Regions from separate parts of the Ovis aries genome. Here region 2 is linked to region 1. Evidence: chromatin contacts called from public Hi-C data. All regions are on one chromosome and are shown on one strand. The core of a region is the stretch at or near the end of the contact, and the rest is flanking DNA. Distances in the headings are between cores, read along the strand shown. Region 1 overlaps SYN3 (synapsin III). Region 2 overlaps SYN3 (synapsin III).

What was found. A called contact is a pair of places that touch in the nucleus more often than the background predicts.
Region 2: a Hi-C map of hypothalamus shows a contact between it and region 1, with 7 times the contacts expected there. The contact joins two enhancer-like sites. A contact is called at or near these places in 11 of 16 Hi-C or Micro-C datasets (blood, hypothalamus, liver and 6 more).

Annotation. Positions count from the first base shown.
Region 1 is chr3:176,736,721-176,740,467 of ARS-UI_Ramb_v3.0, reverse strand. It overlaps SYN3 (synapsin III), which reads left to right. Exons shown (of 14, transcript XM_042247181.2): 11 at 1,683-1,817; 12 at 2,786-2,873. Among named protein-coding and RNA genes, the nearest start is that of FBXO7, 40 kb to the right of the region's middle. Within about 2 kb of position 1,562, at least 5 of the 54 cell types and tissues checked have an H3K27ac peak or open chromatin away from gene starts, as enhancers often do. A contact at or near this core is called in hypothalamus, where this site is marked.
Region 2 is chr3:177,157,935-177,161,860 of ARS-UI_Ramb_v3.0, reverse strand. The region is part of intron 2 of SYN3 (synapsin III); the gene reads left to right. LOC132659468 (a long non-coding RNA gene) reads right to left here. Exons shown (of 2, transcript XR_009599973.1): 1 at 2,578-3,926; 2 at 1,107-1,809. Among named protein-coding and RNA genes, the nearest start is that of SYN3, 44 kb to the left of the region's middle. Within about 2 kb of position 2,475, at least 7 of the 54 cell types and tissues checked have an H3K27ac peak or open chromatin away from gene starts, as enhancers often do. A contact at or near this core is called in hypothalamus, where this site is marked.

The DNA of each region.
Region 1 (3,747 bases), core at 313-2,812:
ATGAGAAGTGAGCTGCCAGGATCATACCATGAGTCCCTAGGAGAACCAGAGCCTGGAAACCAGGTCTCCGGTTCCCAGTTCTTACTCAGAGCTGTTTGGTGATTGTTGAGATGTAGGAGTGCTCACTGTCCTGGAACTTGCTACTTCTCTGACCCTCAGCTTTCCCATCAGGAGAAGAACAATAATGGTACCTATCTCAAAGAGATACTCTGAGATTTATGTGAGATCTCCACCCAGTGCTTCAAACAGCGCCTGGCACCTAGTAAAACCATACAGCACTTACTAGTATCCTTATCGATAAAAGCAGGACTTGTCCTTCCATTCAGCAGGTACTTATCAAGGGCATACCTGTCTGGACACAGGGCCCATCCCCAAGCCAGGGGCTCACAATCTGGTTGGAGAGACACACATAAACAGGAGATGGTGAGACAACCAAAGCAAGGATGGCAGGAGTGCCAAAAAGGCTTCGCAGAGGAAGGACCAGCTAGATATTCCTGACAGATGAGAAGGGCTAGCCAGGTAGAGAGTGGGCAGAGTCAATGACCTGCCCAGGGACCTGGATGGCAGACAGAACCTGGTGAGTCCAGAGCTTGGGAAAAGAGGAAACCAGATGGAGAATTAGATTGCGGTGAGCTGGGGAAACAGGCTGGATTCCTATAGCTGGGGAGGAGACAGAGAGCCCACCAAGGCCCCACCCTCCACCAACCCACCCAAGACCTTCTACCTCTGTCCATGCCTAGGGAACCACCTGGATCATTGGCCTACATGGCTTTGAGCAAGCCCCTTGCCATCTCTGGGCCTTGGTTTCTCCATCTGCCAAAAGAGTGGATGCACAAATGTGATCACTCAGCATGCATGCATGCCAAGTCACTTGTCGTGTCTGACTCTTTGCAACCCCATGGACTGTAACCCACCAGGCTCTTATGTCCATGGAATTCTCCAGGCAAGAATACTGGAGTGGGTTGCCATGCCCTCCTCCAGGAGATCTTCCCCACCCAGGGATCGAACTCGCATCTCTTATATCCCCTGCATTGGCAGACAGGTTCTTTACCAGCAGCACCACCTGGGAAGCCCCTGATCTCTCAGGGCCCCTCGCATTACAAGTGTGCCTCCTTTGAGAAGCAGCCTTCTCCTTGTGGAAGAAATTTCTCTGCAGTTTATTCTGCTAGAATCCCGGAGAACTGGCCTTGCCTCTTCCCTCTTCTCTCTGAACCTTGAGTTGACTCCAACCCATGTCATTTTTTGATCATAACTGAGCCCCTTCCTTCACTGCTTCTGGCTTTGTGGAAAACCTTGACCTTGGGCCAAAGTTCAAGAAACTGGCCCCAATCCTCGGTAGGGGCCAAGGTGGGAAAGGAGGGGGCAGAGACCGGCTCCCCAAAGAAAAGAGCAGAAAAGGTCAGCAAAGGCTCCTCACCCTTGGTCGCATGTCTGAGACCCAGCAAATGCAGACTGAATTGAACTGAGTCCAGGGAGTTGATTTAGACTGAACTGCGGGTAATTGGCTGTCTCCACGGGGGTCATTTCCAGCTGAAGCGCTGGGCCGGGGATTTGCGTGGAGAACACTGCCATCTAGTGTTCACTTCTGTCCTGAGGTCTGAGCCCACCTTCCTGGGATGCACTGCTCAGCTGCCAGGCTCCCCTGGCATGAAGCTCCTTCAGGGCTCCTTTTTCTCCCGCAGGTGATGGACAGCTCAATGCCCCTGATTGGCGAGCACGTGGAAGAGGACAAGCAGCTGATGGCCGACCTTGTCATCTCCAAAATGAGCCAACTCCTGATGCCAGGGGGCATGGTATCCTCGCCCCTGAGGCCTTGGGTAAGAGAGTGTACAGGCATGAGAGATACTTGGCCGTCTGGGAGGGGGTGCCCTGATCCAGAGGAGATGCACCCAGGGAGGAACCGACTTGGGGAGAAAGAACTGGGGTGTGGGTGGGGCTGGGCTTGGGGGAGAGTTTGTACCCCTGCTCCTGACAGGGACATTTGGGAGGCTCTGAGGGGCCCTTCCTCTCTCTGCCACCCTGGAGAGAAAAACATGGTCTCAACTGGGCTTTGAGTGTCCGCAGGCAGACATTATCATCATATGAAGCCAGCTGTCCTGCCTGTGCCCTCCGTCCCGGGCCTGAGTGGTGAGCAGGTGTGTGTGTGTGTGCGCGCGCACGCACACTCATGCCCACATGTACACACACGCCCTTTGTGTGCTCCCCGGGCACTGGCCAACAGGGACTCTTGCGTCTTCCGTTTCCTCATCTTCCAGCCTCTTCACGCTGACACAGAGCGCTTGTCTTCCCTGATCCTCACCATGGGGGTTACCAGATGGTTCTCCAAAGAATTTGCTAGATCTCCAGCTTTCTGGAAAAGCAAGTCTCAAAACCTAATCCCCCTTTCCCCCCTCAAAACAAATCTGTGATAACAGATGTCAGAAAGATGCTTGTTCTCAAGAAGGCCACTGGCTTGGAGAGGGCACGGGGCAGCCTTCTCCCCTGGAAATGTTCTGTCTTGACCTGCTTGGTGATTGCACAGGCGTCTCCACGTGTAGAAACGATTTGTCCTGTGCACATTATGTAAGTTTTACCTCAATAACGATGGAGAAGGAAATAGCAGCCCACTCCAGTATTCCTGCCTGGAGAATCCCATAGACAGAGGAGCCTGGCGGGCTACAGTCCATCACACAAGTGAGCGACTGAGCACCTCAATAACAAACAGATGTTTACAAGTCCTGCCCTCCCACCCAGGAAGTGAACGGCTGTAGTGGCCACAACAGTCTTCTTTTCTCTTCTGCTTTAGGCTTCTCAGACTAAACCAGCAAAATCCCCTGGGCAAGCCCAACTGGGTCCTCCACTTGGACAACCCCAGCCACGGCCACCCACACAAGGTAGGACCCATGACGAGCCACCCACCAAGAGAAGCCATCCAGCAACGTTGCTGAAATGCCCTGAGGGATCCACATGTGACTTTCAAGAAGGCACTCTGAAAAACTCCATGTTAATACTTAATCACCAGACTTATTCCCTTGCTCTGTGTGCAGAATGAATGAGACCATGGGGTTGTCACTCCCTTAAAGTCAGGAAAGGAGGGAAGAAAGACAGAAAGTAAATGTATTAAGTACCTAATATGTGCCAGGCGCTGTGCTAGGGACTTTCCCATTTATGGTCTCATTTTCAGCTTCCTAACATGTCAGCAATGAAAACAGGGGTATTTCCTTTTTACAGAGGTAGGTGTTGAGGCTTTGTGCAAGGAAGCACAAGAAAATGGCATGTTTACAAGTCTGATCTTTCAGATCTTCTAGAAAGTGCCTGCTTCCTAGCCGCTAGCAGTGCCTGATTATAGATTTATAAGCCAACCAGCAAGAGTGAGAAAGAAAAATGGAACATTACATAGAACCTTGTCAATTCGAATCATTCCTCAAAAATATCCCAGTATTACTAAGTAAATGCCACCATTTATCAGAGAATGGATGAACTGTTGACAACAAGATGAAAGGAGATTGTGGCAGTAACTAACCCCTTCTCTTGGGCTGCCAGCTGCTTGCGGGTTCTCACACTCAGGCCTGGGGCGAAAGTCACCCGTGTCCTCTCTCGATGTTGGAACCTTCCAGGCACCCTCATGGCTCTAGTGCCAGCTTAGGGCCTCAGGACAGCTTCACCGCAAGATGCCAGGCCAGGCATTTTCGCGGTGGTCTTTTAAGGACCTGCTTTAAGACCCATCGGAAAGAAAGCACTACTATCACACTAGGACCTCCCCAGGCA
Region 2 (3,926 bases), core at 1,226-3,725, 420 kb before region 1:
CGCTGCAAACCAGGATTTTTAGGTCTCCTAGAGAGCCAGCCAGTATTCCACCGCCAGTCACACTTTCTAATTTTCCTAGGAAGGATTTTACAGACAAGAAAGCAAGGCACAGACATACCATGCACTGATTGAGAGACCAAAACGGGAGAGGGGTAGGCTGGGGCTTTAACAGGACCAACTCCTTTGCAGGCGTATCTGATGGTGCCCTACCTCCTGCTGACTGTTTCCCAGGGCTTCAGTGTTTGGCATGATGTAGGTGCTAAGAAGTCTAGGTTGAAAATGAGTGAACACACAAATGAAGAAACCAAGAGCTCTTTGGGAATGCGGTCAGGTCCTCCTCCTCGTCATATGGCAAGCACCTGTGCCCTTGCATGACCAGACGTTGTGCTAAATGGTTCTCATAGATTCTCTGATTTAATCCTCTCAACAACTGTATGGAGTACTATTACTGTTCTCCTTGTGTGAAGAAGGGAGCTAAGGCTCCGAGCCCGGGATGAGAGCAGGCACAGTGGCGTGTGCAGCTGGCTCAGGCCGGCCAGCTGACGAGTCTGGCATCCCTGTTCTCCTGTCATCCTAACCTCTCGCACCTGAGCACAGGCCTCGTGTGCTGTGCCTGAGGGCTCCGGAGCAGGGCTCTGGAGCCTCGTGTGAGCGCACACACCCACACACGCGCGTGTCTGACTCATGTGGGCACACACACTCATGTCTAAGGGCAGGACTCCCTGTTACAGCGTGGTGGCCAAGCGCAGTGGCCTCCTCCTCAGAGGAAAGTACCCGCCTCAAGCACCCCCTCCACCAGTGCCTTTGGGCAGCCAGAATGTTGAGGTGCCAGGGGAAGTGGGGTTTCCTGTAGCCATCCAGACACTCGTGAGCTCAGGGAGTCTTGGCAGCCCCTTGAAGCCTTGCTGTGGCCTAATTGGCCCCAGGGAGACCAGGACTTTCTGCTTCCCACTGTGCTGTCTTGTCGGGGGAGGGTTGCAGTGGGTGGGAAGGGGGTATTAAATTCAGAGCTGGCATCACCAGCAGAGGCTTTTGGGTAGAGTTGCTTGTTGCTTTAGCCAGTAAAAATGGCGATGTCCAATTAATAATTAGACAGTGAATCAGTATAAGCATATCCCATGCAATATATAGATTTGTACCACAAAATTATTTGTTGTTTATCTGGAGTTCATAATTAAGTAGATGTCTGTTACTTTATCTTTCCACCCTACTAACGGAGGGTGGCAACAAGAGGCAGTGCCCAGCCCTGCTAACATGGGCCCAGTGAGAAGCTGGCCTTTGTGCGTCCTTGCTTTCTGGTTGGGGAGCCAAACCAGCCCTCCCACCCCTTCCATTGACCTCATTCTCAGGAAGCTGCTTTCCCGGCCTGTGATGAGGACTGAACAGTCGCAGTCACCAGCAGGGCAGGAACAAAATAGAGTGGACAGTCTCGAGGCAGACTGCCTGGACCCCTTCCTCTCTCTCACTCATGAGACCTTGGGGGAGTCTGGCCTCTGGGCCTCACATTCCTCCATTGTAAGGCAGGATCGTGGCACCTCTCACGAAGGGTCAGTAAGAGGTGGAGGGGGCTGGTACTGGGCTTAGCTGTCGTAACGGGCACTGAAATGGTGATGGTGTTAACGGTTGATTGCAGGGACTTCCCTGTGGTCCAGTGGCTAGGACTCCATACTCCCAATGCAGGGGGCGCGGGTTCAGTCCCTGGTCAGGGAACTAGATCCCACATGCCACAGCCAAAGATCCCATATGCTGCGACGAGAACTCCACATGCCACAGTGAAGACGGAAGATCCTGTGTGCTGCAGCTAAGACCCTGCACAGCCAAATAAATAAAATGAAATAAATATTAAACCCCAGCTAATTGTGATACTAACTGCTAGCGAATGCAGTGGCCCTGGCAGCCGGTGGGGAGGAAGCCGCTGGCACGTTTCTCAGCTCAGCTGGACGTGCCTGAGGGCTGCGCTCTAGAAGCCCCGGAGGAGGGCTGTCTGGGCGCTGGTGGGCTGGCACACTGTCTGCTCTGAAGATGGGAAGACGGGGACCGGGCTGGTTCCCCTCCTCCTAGAGTTGGTCGGGGGCTCAAGGCAGGATTTACACCTGTCTGTTGGGGACACTAGGCTCTAGGGAACAAAATCCTTATGTTTCCCCCCACCCACCTCTTCCTCTACCCCTAAGACTCTCCTTGAAATAAGGGTAAGCCCTGCCTGTTCCCTGTGGGGAAATCCAGCAGTGGGGGGCAGGGAGCTAGGAAAGGCCTGGTGAGAGGGGTCTTGCCATCCTCTTACTCCCTTCATTCACGGATTCATACAAGCCACCCCCTGCAACCTGGGGTGGTGCTGGACTTCTGGGCTTGTCCTCCCACTCTGGGCACCCCCTGCCACTCCCCCTCCCTCCGCCCTGGTGCCTGGTGCGGGAGGGGCCTTGGGCATTCCCCAGCAGCCTGGCCTGTCGCCTGGACACCAGCGCCGCTTTCCCAGGCCCGGCCCCTTTTATCAGGGGGACAATGTCCGCACACAGTGAGGGCCTTGTGTGGCACCCAGGCCCCGAGCCCTTTGACTTGAGGAATTTTTCAAGTGCTGACCTCTCTCCGTGAGGTCTTCTCGCCATCCAATCCAGAGGCTCTGTGCCCCGGCCGCTTCCTCCCCTGCTCTTGCACGGCGAGAGGGAGGGAGGGGAAAACAGTGAAGAGTTGTCTCCTGCCCTGGTAGAGTCTTCATCCTGTGAGAGTGTGGCTAGGAAATCTGGGGGAAGTGTCTTAGAGCAGAAGGTAGCACGGGGAGGAGTCTGATGGACGCTGTGTCTTCTCCAGTTCCCCCTTCCCTGCTGATGCTGTGAGATCTGAGGGGAGCCTTCCCCGTTCCCTGCTGATGCTGTGAGATCTCAGGGGGGCCCCTGTCCTCTCCAGGCTTCAGTGCCTTCATCAATCAAACAATGACAATAAACTGAGATCACGGTCCCCAAAGCACTGTTTCCGTCAGAATGACATTCAGATTATCAGGTACTGCTCTTCACCTTCTGTATGGATAGAGTTCTTTGTTTGCAAGAAAAAGAAATGACTTTGGCTGACTTAGGCAAAATGGAGGGTTTATGGAAAATATGCTGGAGGCTCACAGAATGAAGAGAAAACAAGAAGACCCAAGTTTTGGAGAGGTCAGGACCCAGGGCTCTGTCTGGACCTAAGAGGCAGGAACTTGTGAACACTCTCTGGAGAAGTCAGCTCCTATTGTCTTCCAAGCTTTGTGCCTCTCTGCTTAAAAATAAAATTCCTGGGCAAGAACAAACCTGACTGGTTCCATAAGATGTCCTGGGGACACTTGGGGACAGTCCCATCAAGACTGTGTGCAAGAGAGAGGCTTGGTTCAGGAATGCAAGTGCGGATGGGGGTGCTGATAATAGGAGTCAGAATGAGTGTGGGACAGCCACTCTGAGAGGCTCTTCCAGAACTCCTGAGACAGAATATCCAGAGGAGAGCTCAGGAGACATTTTTAAAATGATGAAGAGCCAAGTTTAGAAACCGTCGTGGCTAGAGGACCGGTTTCATGTGGCTCCCAACTGGTAGAACTGAGGCCAGTAAAGCAGACAAAGAGGGAGGTGTGTCAGCTCAGTGTATGTAATGGGAAGAAGACCACGTGGGCTGCCCAGTGAGGGAGTGAGCCCCCGTCACTTGCAGGTTCCAGTACAACTAGGCTGGCAACTTGGGAGGAATAATGCAGAAGAGGCTCAGACTCTGAAGGGGCCAGCCTGCAAGCCCTTAAAAAGAGTCTCAGACCTGAAACTTCTCATTTTCCTCTCTCTGCTTTTATGTCTCAGTCATTTTTCCTGCCATTGCCCTGCCTTTTTCTGGATAATTCCACTGTCCAACTTCTGAGTCTTTCCTCATTCTTCAAAATGTGATTTTCTTGCCTAGGTCCTCCTCTTTAAGAGAAGTCC